3 separate regions of the Sus scrofa genome follow, and regions 1 and 2 are each linked to region 3. Evidence: chromatin contacts called from public HiChIP or PLAC-seq data. All regions are on one chromosome and are shown on one strand. The core of a region is the stretch at or near the end of the contact, and the rest is flanking DNA. Distances in the headings are between cores, read along the strand shown. Region 1 overlaps FGGY (FGGY carbohydrate kinase domain-containing protein). Region 2 overlaps FGGY (FGGY carbohydrate kinase domain-containing protein). Region 3 overlaps FGGY (FGGY carbohydrate kinase domain-containing protein).

What was found. HiChIP or PLAC-seq counts read pairs in DNA pulled down with a chosen protein or histone mark.
Region 1: a contact with region 3 is called in an H3K27ac HiChIP or PLAC-seq map of alveolar macrophages. The contact joins two enhancer-like sites. A contact is called at or near these places in 2 of 47 Hi-C or Micro-C datasets (both in liver) and 2 of 2 datasets of contacts at active chromatin or transcription factors (alveolar macrophages and skeletal muscle).
Region 2: an H3K27ac HiChIP or PLAC-seq map of alveolar macrophages shows a contact between it and region 3. The contact joins two enhancer-like sites. A contact is called at or near these places in 1 of 47 Hi-C or Micro-C datasets (subcutaneous adipose tissue) and 2 of 2 datasets of contacts at active chromatin or transcription factors (alveolar macrophages and skeletal muscle).

The regions. Positions count from the first base shown.
Region 1 is chr6:153,091,003-153,095,742 of Sscrofa11.1, forward strand. All of the region lies in intron 5 of FGGY (FGGY carbohydrate kinase domain-containing protein), which reads right to left. Among named protein-coding and RNA genes, the nearest start is that of FGGY, 120 kb to the right of the region's middle. Within about 2 kb of position 3,484, at least 3 of the 83 cell types and tissues checked have an H3K27ac peak or open chromatin away from gene starts, as enhancers often do. A contact at or near this core is called in alveolar macrophages, where this site is marked.
Region 2 is chr6:153,143,134-153,147,675 of Sscrofa11.1, forward strand. All of the region lies in intron 4 of FGGY (FGGY carbohydrate kinase domain-containing protein), which reads right to left. Among named protein-coding and RNA genes, the nearest start is that of FGGY, 68 kb to the right of the region's middle. Within about 2 kb of position 2,493, at least 31 of the 83 cell types and tissues checked have an H3K27ac peak or open chromatin away from gene starts, as enhancers often do. A contact at or near this core is called in alveolar macrophages, skeletal muscle and subcutaneous adipose tissue, where this site is marked.
Region 3 is chr6:152,958,235-152,962,556 of Sscrofa11.1, forward strand. FGGY (FGGY carbohydrate kinase domain-containing protein) reads right to left here. Exons shown (of 16, transcript XM_021097811.1): 8 at 2,556-2,659. Among named protein-coding and RNA genes, the nearest start is that of HOOK1, 250 kb to the left of the region's middle. Within about 2 kb of position 2,262, at least 29 of the 83 cell types and tissues checked have an H3K27ac peak or open chromatin away from gene starts, as enhancers often do. A contact at or near this core is called in alveolar macrophages, skeletal muscle and subcutaneous adipose tissue, where this site is marked.

The DNA of each region.
Region 1 (4,740 bases), core at 2,234-4,733, 130 kb after region 3:
CCAATCCACTTTTCACAATGTTGCCAGAGGGCTGTCTAAAAAGCCAATATAATTGCATAATTTTCCAACTTAAAAACCTCTAATGGCTTCTTGTCACAGTATCTTAAAACACAAACAGAAACGTCAGAACAAAACAACATTGATATGCATTGAGGAGCTCTACAGTCTAGTGATTTTGCTTCCTAGCCTCCTCTATACCATTATCCCTAAAGTCGATATTCCAGCCACACCAAACATCTTCCCATTCCCTCTACTGCAGCACATAAACTTCCATATTGTTCTCATAATGTTATTCACAAAACAAGGCCCTTGGCCAATTTCAGCCCACAACCCGCTAAGTAAATCAAGCTTGATTAGAACACAGTCACACACCCATTCACTTACTATTGTCTCTGACTGCTTTTTCACTGAAGTGACAAAGCTGAACAGTTGTGACCAATATCATACAGAAAAGCAAAGCCAAAAAAATTTAGTATCTAGATCTTTACAGAAAACGTTTGCCAATGCCTGGTCTAGAATTTTGGCCTCCCACTCACCCCCTGCCCCAGCTCTTTCCTTGGGAAAATTCTAGGCACCTTCAGGAGATATATACTGAATATGTGTATTCCTATCTTTGGGGACCAGGACATCTTACTCTTTCTGAAAAATGGTCTATAGTTACATTCCATCTCCCTTAGCATAACAAAACTCTGACTTTGTTTAGAGTGGCCACATGCGCACCTCCAAGTGGTCAATCTTGGTGATCTAATCCGGCGGCCCAAGAGAATTCGGCAATGGTGGAGATGCTCTACACATGCGCAGTCCGGTGATGCAGCCACTTACCGCACGTGGTGACTGAGCACTTGAAATGTGGCTAGTGAGGCTGAGAAACTGACATTTTAACCTTATTTAACTGATCTAAATTAAAATAGCCACTGTAACTCAATAATTACAAACACAACTCTTTTGGAAAAAAGAGACAAAAAATCAGAACAGACTTTTTTCCAAAGAGGAAATACAAATAGCTAGTGAGCACATGAAAATATGCTCAATATCAATAGCTGTTATGTAAATGCAAATCAAAAGCACAATAAGATAGCATTTCACATCAGCTAGGATGGCTAGAGTATAAAGAATTGAAAACAACAAGTGTTGGTGAGAATGGGAAAAAGCAAAAGCCTTATTTATTTCCACCAGGATCAATAAAATGCTGCAGCTCCTTTGGAAATAGTCTGGTTAAACACAGGAGTTCCCGGGTGGCTCAATGAATTAAGGATCTGGGCTTGTCACAGCTGTGGTGAGGAACCAGGAACTTCTTCGTACCACAGGCATGGCCAAAGGGGGACAAAAAGGGTTAAACATAGAGTTAGGATATAATCTAGTAATTCCACTCCTAGGAACATGCCCAAGAGAACTGAAGAGAAATGAAAATCCATTCACACAAAAACTTGTACATGAATATTCAGAGCAGTATTTATAAAACTAAAAGTTGGAAACAACCTAAATCTCCAACAACAAATGAATGAATTAAACAAAATGTGGAATATGCATGCAATTGACTATTATCAAGTCATAAAAAGGAACTCTTTTTTTTTTTTTTTTTTTTTTTGGCCTTTCAGGGCCACTCCTGGGGCATATGGAAGCTCCCAAGCTAGGTGTGGAATCTGAGCTGTAGCCATAGGCCTACGCCGTAGCCGAAGGAACGCCAGATCTGAGCTGCATCTGTGACCTACACCACAGCTCATGGCAATGCTGGATCCTTAAACCACTGAGTGAGGCCAGGGATCAAACCTGCATCCTCATGGATACTAGTTAGATTCATTTCAGCTGAGCCAGGATGGGAACTCCTATTTCTTTTTTTTTAAGTGCTGACACATGTTCCAACTTAAATGAACCTTAAAAAATGTATGCTAACTGAAAGAAGCCAGACATAAAATGCCACATATCATATAATTCCATTTATGTATAATGTGCAGAACAGACAAATCCGTAGGGACAGAAAGTAGATTTGTGTTGCCACGGGCTGGGGGAAGGGGGAATGGGGAGTGACTACTAATGAATATTGGAATCTTTTGGTAGTGATGAAAATATTCTAGAATTAAATAGTGGTGACAGTTGCATAATCTCATGAATATATAAGAAATCACCAAAATATGCACTTAGTATGGTAAATACTATGGACTATGAATTGTATCTCAATTACAAAAAAACCCGTTTTGAATAGTCCTAGCTGGCTATCATATTAGATTGTGTGGATCTAAGTGAACAGAACAATCTTGTTCTCCTATCCCTACCTGTCTTTTAGCTACAAGTGGCCAGGCAACCTTATTCCACCCAAAGAGACATAGGCAGAAATCCAGTAGGAGAGTTTTTGGAAAAGCTTTTACTTTTCTCATTTTTAAAAAAGATGAACAAAAAGAAAAAGGAGATACTGCTTTCTCCATTTTTTCCCCACTCTTCTAGTATTAAAGGTGGATGCAATGTCTGGAGCTACAGCAATGATCTCATAACCATGAGGTTACTAGCCTGAAGGAAAAGTCTACACAACTAAAGATATGCTCATTTTGACATGGTCTAATCACCTTTGGACTTTTATTTAAGAGCAAGAGAGTAGGAAATCAAGTCTACTTGTTGAAGCCACTGTAAAACGGCCATATTTTCAGAGTTAATAAAATATATAAGGCAAAAAAAAAAATTCTGTCGCTTGTTAAGTACTACATAAGTGTTAGGCATGATTACTGTCATTATAACTCGCATCGCATCGCAACCCTTTTTTTTTTCACCATCAAATCCACTGAAACCCCTTTTTAGACATACCTTTCCTATCCCTGCCCTCATGAAATTTTAATACCTATACATATCTGTTTACATTGTTAGGTAGGGATGGGCTTTAGAAGGCTACACATCACTGCAGTATCTCAGATACTTTCATCCTCCAAAAACCAATGTTTGCACTTTTGCAAATATATTCCTGATATATGCTTCTTCCCCAGGGCAACCCGTTGATTTAAATAAGAGCTTCTTGCTATTATCATGAAGCTGAATGCATTCCTAACTGATTCATCTTCCTCCACTGCAACCAATGGATTTATAAGAGCTGACATGATTGTAGAGACCCTGCCTCACTCACCGCACCAGATTCCCCTGGGAATGGACCACTGACTAAAGCTGAGATCATTATAACATACCACTCCCTGGGACTAGTTGAAAGGATGTAGACCTGACCCATATGAAAATAATCAAAATTCTTCCCCAGGACTTTGGAAATGGAGAATAGACAAAGCATAGATCAGCTGTTCTCTGCTGCAGGAGCTCTGGTTCCTGAGCCTGAGGACTCCCTGTAGCCTGTAAGGGAACCTGGACAACAGGAAGGAAAGCAGCATTTAGGAACAAGAGACAAGGCCCATGATTCGGAGATGAATAGAACAGCGTGGGCCTAAGGAGGTCCCAGTCTAGCAGAGGGAATCATTGCAACAGGATGTGCTAAGTGCTGGGAGTAGCCCTGGGCTACAGTTACTCAGAGGAGAAGCCCTGGAGGGGCTGGCAGAGGCTTCCTGGGGATGAGACACTAGAATTGCGCCTATGGCCACATCACAAGAAATGACACATGGCGGTGTGCCCACAGTCAAGCCAGCTCTGCTGTGGATGCTAATCCACACACCTCAGTAAAGCAGAGAGCACAGTGTCAGCGAACAATTATCACTTGGAGCGTAGTACCAACATATTTATCAATAACCCTTGTTTTCGTTTTCCTGAGGTAAGGAATCTGAAATATAGAAAAATGTATTGAACAAAAAAGCAACTCTAAGCTCACGACAGAGTTATATCTGTTTTTATAGAAAAACAACTCCACTGAGGTCTGCTGCTCACATTTTCCTACAGCCTCTTCCAGCCTTTTCCAAGTCCCCTCAAGAGCAGCGAAATATTTTCTGTTTTGAGCCTCCCCAAAAGCTTTTGGTTTAGGCATTAGACTTGATCCCACCATACGATGAGGAAACACGAGCTTGGTGAACTTAGAAGAGCCGAGAATCACTCTTGAGCAAGTGGAGCAGATGTGATTCTGTACCAGACTCTCTGACTCCAAAGCACAGCCACCCCTCAACCCCCACCACCTGATTCCTCCACAAATATCTGACCACAAGAGGGAAACAATCAGAACGAATGTCCCATTGCTCCAGATATCCTCCACCTGCCTCTTCAGATGCACCCCCTAACCTTCTCCACCCTGCTTTCTCACCCAGGATGGTGGTGGTATGAATCACAGCCAAAGCCCCGTCCCACCCCACCCCTGCTGCCCCCCGCCCTCTGGCCTGGAACTGGTTTGGCCAAGGAGGGGACACTGAGGGACATCAGAAGACCAGAGGGAAGTGTGGCCTGGCGGTGACTCTCTACCAATGGTCAAACTCCTGAGGCTCTCTGCAGATCATCTCTCCAGGACCTGGTAACACGCCCACCCACACCCTTGTCCTTGGCACCGGCGCCCATTCTGGGCGCCCAGGGGTCTTGTGTACATTCCCCTGTGGTTTCCCCACACTTGCCCATTCTTCTTAAATTACCCCACTGGTGTGTGCCACCTGCTTTTTGCAGGGACTCTGGTTAATACACTGACAAAACAGGATGGACACAGGCATTCCAGTGGGTACTGGATGAATACCAGTGGAGCCCTCTCCCACCTTCTCACTCTTCTCCTTATGCCAGTTTCCAGAGAGGGAAGACAAAGAACAGCTACGATTATGTGAAGATGGAAGTTAAGGTAGACAG
Region 2 (4,542 bases), core at 1,243-3,742, 190 kb after region 3:
CAGGTTTATTACTGCTGAGCTACAAGGGGAACTCCTCCATGACCCGATTTCAATTATGCCCTCCCCAAGAGGCTGGAACAACAAGGAATGTATCATAAGAACAAGGGTAACTTTGGGAACCTAAAGGCAACAAGGCAGAAGTTTCAAAAGAGACATAGTTCAGTATCTGCTAGTGGGTGGCACATAGCAGGCACTCAATAAATATGTGTTGGACAACTGGACAAACTGCTCAGTTTTACCTTCCAACCTCCCCCGTATGAGGGGTGCTTCAGAGGTGACAAAGGGTTTCCACATGTCTTACCTCCTTAGAACAATACAAAAGTTATTACATCAATTTTACAGATGTACTACTGGCCTTTATCTACATTTGCCCTCCAGTTCTATGAGTTCTTCCTATTTTCCCCTTTCCTATCACTGCTATCTGAACACAGACACCTACGTACATCAAAGAAGCTGAGTATTAACCCAGAAGCAGGGTCCCATTGAAACAAGAGTAACATCAAAAGGGGTTAGACGGAAAAGACAGTGTTAAGCCCATTCTCTGTCACTGTTGTTATTTGTTTTAAATTCCTAAGCATTTGGGTGAGACCTTACATCTAGAAAGGGCTAAACTTTCCTTTGAACACTTGTACATCTTAAGGTTGGACAAAGCAGCACTTAACGTTGACTACAGATGCCTGACACAGCTCTGAACTAGCAGTATCTCCATACACAAATAGGTCCCAATCAGCAAATGGCAGCCTTTGAAACTATGAGTCAAACAACTAGTATGTCTTCTGGGTAGTCCCCCAAATCGCTTTCCATGTGCTTTGTGGTTTCGGTGATCAGTTCTCAGGGAGAAAAGCCTCATTCTAAAGACTCCAGAAATCCAAGGCCAATGAGAAATAAACCACGAAACCAATGCAGCAACAACCAGTGCCTCCAGCCAAGGCCAAGCTGTCCTCCTCAACTCCGAAAACAACTGCTTCTGTTAGATCTTGTGTACGGCCACTAAAGACCCTGCAGAATGAGAGCTTTCAGCCTGGAGCCTTGCGGACAGCCGCTGCCGCGGACAATGGAACCCGGGCAGAATATCTCGAAGAGAACTGCAGGCCTCCTGCCAGAAAGAGACACGCTGGGGGCAGGAGGTGCAAGGCAGCCAGGCAGCGTCATCTTTTCTTGAGACAACGCTGGCTTCACTGAGCCGAGGCGCGACCTCCCCACAGGATGAGAAACTTGCGAGGAGTGTTTCCCTAAAAGGATGCACAGGGTCTCTGGGGAGAAGACAGCAGCAGTGTGTACCCTCTGCCTTCCCCACAAAAGCAAAGTCTGAAGCTTGGCCAGCAGAGGGAAGTGGGGGAAGAGTCTGCCTGGACGAGTGGGACTTTTTCCAGGAGCCTGACCCCTTACTTGGAGATGCTGACACTACCTACGAGGTTCCCATGCTGTTCTGAAGTTGAGCTCCATGATTCACAAGTGCTTAGTCATCACATGCTAGATTGGCAAAGGGCCTATGAGCCCCCGTGGATGGATTTTTAATCCAGGGCCATGGGAAAATCTCTCCATCTCTCCCTCGCCCCAGAGAGGACAACCACAGCCAAGGGTCTCGATGTTACTGAATTAATCTACCCTTGGAACCACTGGGCTTGCATCAGACACGGTGATTCTCTTCGTAGGTCCTTCCACAGCTTACAAGAGTGCCCCCGCACACCTCCTCTCCTTGGATTCTCAGGGCGGCGGTGGGGGACAGGTGCCTACAAAGGATGTAGAAACTTAGGTTTGAACGACAAGGTCATAGCCCAGGGCTTCCTGCTCTAAGGTGACAGTTCCTTTGCCCAGGCCACAGTCACCACCCGAAGGCTCCCAGATCTAGCAGAGCTGTGGGTTTTGGCCTTTTGGAAGCATCGTGATGGAAGCTTTTACCATTCTTTACAGAGAGAAAAACAAAAAACCAAAACAAAACAAAGAAAAGCCCTCCCCAACATATTTTTAATTTTTTTTTTCCTAATATTAGAGCTCTCACTTTCAATCCGGGGCAACTCACTTAAATTCTAAGACCTTGATAACAACCTCCGGGCACAAATGGTGCACAGGTTACAGGAAACACAGAGCATGTCCCCAGCGCATGCCAATGTCAGGCACACCTCACTGTGTAAGCACTGAATCGGATTCAAATGAGGAGCAGAGCTCTCTGTGCTGAAGGAGCAAAGTCTATGTCCCAGTTACCAAGCAACTAACAAAAACTAGTCTTTTCAAGAAAGAAGAAAGAAAAAAAAAAAGAGAGAGGGAGAGAAATCAGCAGTGATTGGGGTGTGTGACTTGGCAATAGAGGCTCCCGCATTCCAATAACAATCCTTTGAGCTAAGCGATCCCTCAGGCTTGAAAGCAACCAAAGAGAACAACTCTTTTTTTATAAAATCATCTATTACTTCATAAAACCACAGCCTTTCTTGGGAGGTGGCTACCACTCAAAACACACACAGCTGCAGGGCTCAGCAGAGGGCGGAGATGGAGTAATAGATCCAAGATTCAGGGCCAGGCAGCAGCCAGCCCACCAGGCTGGGGCACAGAGCTGGAACCCTCTTCCATGCCTTCTCACTGTCCTGTCCAGGGAGGGGGTGAGGTCTCCGCTGGCTTCCAGATCCCAAGGGAACCTGGAGGGGGGTGTTGGGGTGAGGAGTGGAAGATGAAGCAGACACTGCAAAGTATGTTGGGAGACGCCAGGCTCTAGGAACAGCATGAGAAAGAAGGGGCTGGCCAATTAAAAAAGGCTCATCTAAGTGTTTTGCTATGACTTGCAAAGGGAAGCTATTGGGCTCCCTGCTGTGTGCAGTGAATGAAACTCTCCTCCCACTAAGTGATCCTGCCAGAACATCCCAAATACTCACGATGTTGTTTTCCAGCACAACTACCCAACAAAAAGCAAAACTTGATCCTCACGCCACCCAGGACTGTGAATCAGGGCACAGGCTGATAACCCGGAGAGGAAAGATGTTTCAGGAAGAAACTCAATCCTTAAGCTCACTCTTTGGGGAAAAGAAAAAAAAAAATGCTGAAAAACATGTTCATAATCCCCAACCCGAAAATTCCCAGAATGAATGAAACAATTGTGTTTCAAACTCTCATACACAGAGAAAGAGACCAAACGCTGGAGATACTTCAGTCAGACAGATATGCTGAGAGCTTTGTGCTACCAGAGGCATCGCACAAAGGTGACATCTCTTTGCTTAAAGTGGTCCTGCAGTTCTTCGTGGCCCAGAATCACATTTTATCTGCTTGACATGGCTCACAGGACACTTGACAACCTAGCTCCAACTTGGCCACGACTTTTATGAATTCTTCTGGGCTCACTGCCCCCTCTCTTAGCCACTCCCCACCCTGATCTCACCTCATTTCATTCCCTTCCCCAAACACACTGTACTTCTTCATATTTTCCTGCCCCTGTTGAGGTCTCTACTGAGACTGTTTTCCCATCTTCTCTCATGATCAAACATCTACCTTTGATTCAAATGCAGCTCAAATGTCACCCTTACCCCCCATCTCTTGCTGTGTCCTAGCTATATATTCACACACTTAAATCCATCTCAAAAAGACAAATTCCTGTAGGGCAAAAGCCAGCTAACGCGTGGGGAAAAAAAAAAAGTTTCAGGAGGTACAAAGAAATTTAAAGTCAGACACTTCTATGATGAAATTACAACAACGCTGGAGAAAGACGTGTGCAAAGGAAACGGTAATTAATAAGATGATGTATGACAATAATGTAATGAGCCTGATAGCAAGGTTTGGTGAGTCAGCCTCATAACTTTATCATAATATTTTGTGTGTGTGGCCATATATCTGCCTCTAATGAGTAATCACAGAGTTCAGAAGAGGAAGGGGCTTTGAGGCCAGGGTGACTAAAAAAGACTTCATGGGGGGAGAGATTTGAGCTGAAGTCTAAAGGTCCAGCAGAATAAATGCTTATGCTACTGCTGAGAACAACTTCCAAGAAACACAACTCTGAAATGCTAAGGTAGATCACCCCCCTGAGAGGAGGACTGAACTTCACAGAATTTATTTGCAAAAAGAAATAATTCCATTTTGTGTGTGTGTGTGTGTGTGTGTGTGTGTGTGTGTTTCCCCATTTCTGGCTGCCCCGTGGCATATGGAGCTCCCGGGCCGTGGATCAGATCCAAGCCACAGTCACAACCTAAGCAGCAGATGTGGCAATGCTGGATCCTTAACCCACTGTGCTGGACTGGGGATCAAACCCGAATCTCAGCGTTCCGAAGACGCCGCTGATCTCCGTGCAACACAGTGGGAGCTCCCCACTGTACATTAAATTATTTAATTTTCAAGAACTGGATACATATGTGCATCTTCCTCCCTCCAGCTCCCCTAAAGCCCTACCGTTGTACAGAAAGGTCAATTTATAATCCACACTGCAGCTGATTTCCCAACCGTAAAAATGTTATCATTTGTATGAAAACTGATCCTATTCTCCAAAGCAGGCTTTGTCCAGGAATGTGATACCATGACATGCATTAGGAAAACAAGGCTTTGGTATGTGGGCTCTAAGAACTC
Region 3 (4,322 bases), core at 1,012-3,511:
TCGTTAAAGCTCAACCAGTTACTTCAAGTGGGGCTTTTATGTTACTAGGAAAGTGCAATAAGAATTCCCACCATTTCTGAGCATCTCCTAGGGACTAGGGATGTATGTACATAATTCATGTTATCCAGCAACCGTCTAGGACTGGCATCCTCAGCCTCAACGTGATGCATGAGCACCTGAGAATGTATGTAGTTCACCTTGGGTCACAGGGCCATAGTGCATGAGCGCGTGGCCAAGCTACCCCTGTCTGATGCCAGAGACCATGCTCTCTATTCCTCTATGGGCGCTTGTCATCGCACGCAACATAGGAAGGCATCAAGGGGGGTACACGCGGGACTCAGACGGAGTTAGATCTGAGTTCTCAGCTCAAGTTTTATAGCTGTGTGACCTTGGGAATATGACTGGACCTTTCTCTGCCCCGGTGGCTTAATTTATAAAAATGGATGCTGTACCACAAGCCAGCGTCATTTTCCTCAAGAGGCCAGGAAACTGAGAAGTGGGGATGTCACAGATTCACATTCATTTGGATTTGCTTTTGCTCCTAAGTCTGAGCTGAGTGGGGTAAAAACGCCTGAAATTTTGCCTTTCTAGGAGAAACCAGATTCGATGTGTCCCCGTGAAAATGGGAGATGATTTAAAGAGGTTTGAAACAGTGTTCGGTGAAGGCGGGCTAACGAGTGAAGACTCACATGGAGGGAGCTGAGGACTGACTGCCCTGGCGGCACCTCCTGCTCAAGGCGGCCTTGGGCCCTGCAGATCTCTCCCTTCAGTGACAGCTAAGCCTCATGATAGGGCTGCCGACGGAAGAAAGAGGCCAGGACTCTTAAACTTGAAGTTCCATTTAAAACTTTGTCCAGAGAAACAAATAGAAGGAAAGCGCTTTTTTTTGTTGGTCATTTTTGGCTATCCCACGGCATGTGGAGCTCCCAGGCCAGGGATCAGACTGGAGCCAGAGTCATGACCTAAGCCGCAGCTGCAGTAATGCCGGAGCCCTAACTCACTGGTCTGGGCTGGGGATCAAACCTGTGTCCCAGTGTTCCCAAAAATGCTGCTGACCCTGTTGTGCCACAACGGGAGCTCCAGGAAAGCTTTTTTTTTTTTTTTTTTGAAGGGCTGCGAGAAAGTCTGGCACCAAGTCCTCTCAGGTAGTGGCCTTGGACCCTCCCAGGCAGGTAATCACTGTGTCCTTTCTGCCCAATAATATGAGGGCTGATGACAGAGACTAAGCCTTGAAAAGGGCTCACTTCATATGAAGCACATTATATTGCCTCAAATCACCTTCATGATACTATGAGATATGTATTATACTTCCCACATCTCGCACAGGAAGGATCTGGGGCCCGGAGGTGTGAAGTGCCCAGCCCAAGGGCCCATCCTTAGCTCATGGAGGATGTGGGATTGGAAACCAGTCTGGAAACACAGCCCCACCACCCCTGCAAAATGAAAACCCCCGATGCCATGCCTGGTACCTACCAGATGCTCAGTATCACAGGCTCAATCTGCATCTATACTGTGGAGCCTTTTACTGTCATACCTATTATAATTCCATCTCACCAATGGGAGGCCCTATGTTATCCTAGTGTCCCCAGGATTTGCCACAGTCCCAGACACAAGGGCAGAGGATCCATGAATAAGTCAATGTATCGATATTTACGCAACCAAAATATTTTATGGTACAAGACGATCACTGGTCCCTACGGCAGCTAAACAGTTTCGCATCATATGTACCCTCCATTGTCACAGGGCCTCTGCCCTCGACTGCATCTCAGACCCCACTCTAATCCTTACTCATGCCCCCGCCGCTCACTCCCCCATTTGCCCTCCTCCTCCTCCACCACTCTCGCCCCTATTTTACTTATCTGGGAAAAATTCAAGGAGTCGTCCATCTCAGTTTAACAGAGTAATGACTTTTAAATAAAAATATGGTAGAAATGGGTACTTATCGAAATGGAATGCTTTCAGACTCATGCATTTAAAGAAGATATAAATTTTAGGGCAGGCACTAAATTTTAGCTGCAATCTTGGAGAAAGCCTTTCTACTAATTCATGGAGAAAAATTAGCAAAGTGAAAATTGCTTATCAGTGTTCTTTCAAAGTCGTGATATGCAGCCTAATTCTATACATCACCAGGGCGCTCCCAGGGAGATGGATTTATATTGATTGAGAGAGAGCTCAGTGGCCAAGGAAAACAGACACCCCTTTGCAAAGAAGACGCAGCTACCCATTGGGGACAGATTGTCTGGGAGCGAGGCGTTGCCATCTCTGGATCCGATTTCACCCCTCAAGCCATGGGTTCTCTGGCCAGGGTGATGTTAAAGGCAGACTCTACCCTTTTCACACTTTTTAAGAATTTGGCCCCTGGAAAAGGGTCTGGCAAATCTAATAAGCAAGGCTATTAGTGGGAAGGCTGGGCTTCCAGCTAGATAAACCACGGTGTGTGTGTGGTGGGGGGGCAGGAAGGGAGGAGCTGAGGGGCAAAGGGGCCAGCGGTTCCCTCCTCCCAGGCTGGCCATCCTCCCGAGTGTGGCAGCCCCGCCCTCACCCGGCAGACTCACCCCCATGTGACAAGAAGATGTTCCACAGATGACAGCCAGCCGTGACGTCACTGGCTGTCCCTCACAAGCGAGGCCGTGCCCCCTCACATCTGCTCCAATCACTCCTGTGAGAAAGCAAAACAAAACTCTCTTAGAAAAAGGAGAAGGAAAGAAAGCTAAAACAAACATAATGATACTCTCTTTTTTATACCAAAGGACGTTGAGACCACGTCTCAAACAGACGTGCAGACCAGTCTCAAACAGAAACCAAAAGGGCTCACTGGTCAGCCTGGGCAACCAGGAAACCTGTTTTTGGCTTTCAGCGTCAGTGTATGGCATCCAACACTGGAATAATAAGTCACTGTCATTAGAATAATAAAGGCACCCGCTATCAGTGATTTTTTTGCTCACAAAATCCCAGACACTCTGCTGATGTTTATATGTACGGTCTCATTTTATAGGAAGCCTATCAAGCTGAAATGATGAATGGCACACATCAGCAGAGGAATGAAGGCTCATCTATGGGCTGAGTGACCCGTCCAAGGTCACACTGCTGGGAAGGGGCAGGGCGGAGGGGACTCTGGTTTGACACATCACATTTCCATCTCACTGAAGGCGACAGAATCCTCTGATGATCAGATCTCTGGGTCACCATCCTCAGTACTGCTCATCCCAGAACTTGGAATAAAGGACAGAGTGACTGACAGTCAGTGTCTGTTGAAAGAACGCCAGGTAGCAGAGAGTTTCCCATAAATGGTATAAGCTCAGGCGGCTTTGCACGGAGTGTGTTCCTTGATACTTGCTGGGCAAGTGAAGTTACAAGTGTGAGGGCAGAGTCAGACTGTTTAGAGCCCGGAGTCACCCATCATTTATCCAAATACCCATAAGCACCTTCTACCCATAAAATGATACACGGGGCGTGTTCTTTGATACTTGTGGGCAAGTGAAGTTACAACTGTGAGGGGAGAGTCAGAGAGAGTGTTTAGAGCCTGGAGTTGCCCGTCATTTATTCAAATACCCAGCAAGCACCTTCATGATACATTGGGTAGGATGTGGGAGCCACAACCACGCAAACCTTTCCAACGAGGTCACAGCAGGAGGTGGAAAGTGCTGGGGGCAGAGAGCAGAGGTCGGAATGCGGGAGAGAATAGCTCCCTCGGGCCCAGGGGGCTCTGTGTAACAGCGCCCTGCCTGCCATCTCCAATACTCAGTGCTCCATCCCACCTCAAGACCTCTGCATGTGCTCTTCCCTCTGCCTGAAATGCCATTCCCCAACCTCTCTGCCAGGTTAACTCCAACTCATTCCTAACTCAACTGTCTCTGAAAGCTTCCCTGTGCCTCCAGGAAAGACGTGGCTCTCTGTCCAATGTCTTCACACACGCTTGGACTTTCCTAGCACACAAGAAGACACTGGTAACTTACAGACTTACCATAGCCCACCTGCCTCTCCTGCTATGATAAAAGCTGCAGGGAGCTGGTGCTGCATGGTCCACATACTTAGCCCCCACCCAGCACCAACCACAGTGACAAGGGAAAGTGTAGATGCATGGGGACGAGAGGATAGAGATGACAATCCTTGTCCTGCGTGTTCAGGGTCTTGTGGGAGAGAGGGAGGGAGAAGCCTAAATGGAGCATTATAATGCAGGGATCAGTGTGGGAGGAAGGGCCTGTGGGGTGGCTGGGCTCCCCTGTAGGGATTCAGGCAGGAGTCAGCTGGGTGAAAGGTGGGGTCAGGGTGCCTCTTTAGGCCACAGATCCCCTGTTACTGAAGGTACTGGCTGCTCAGCA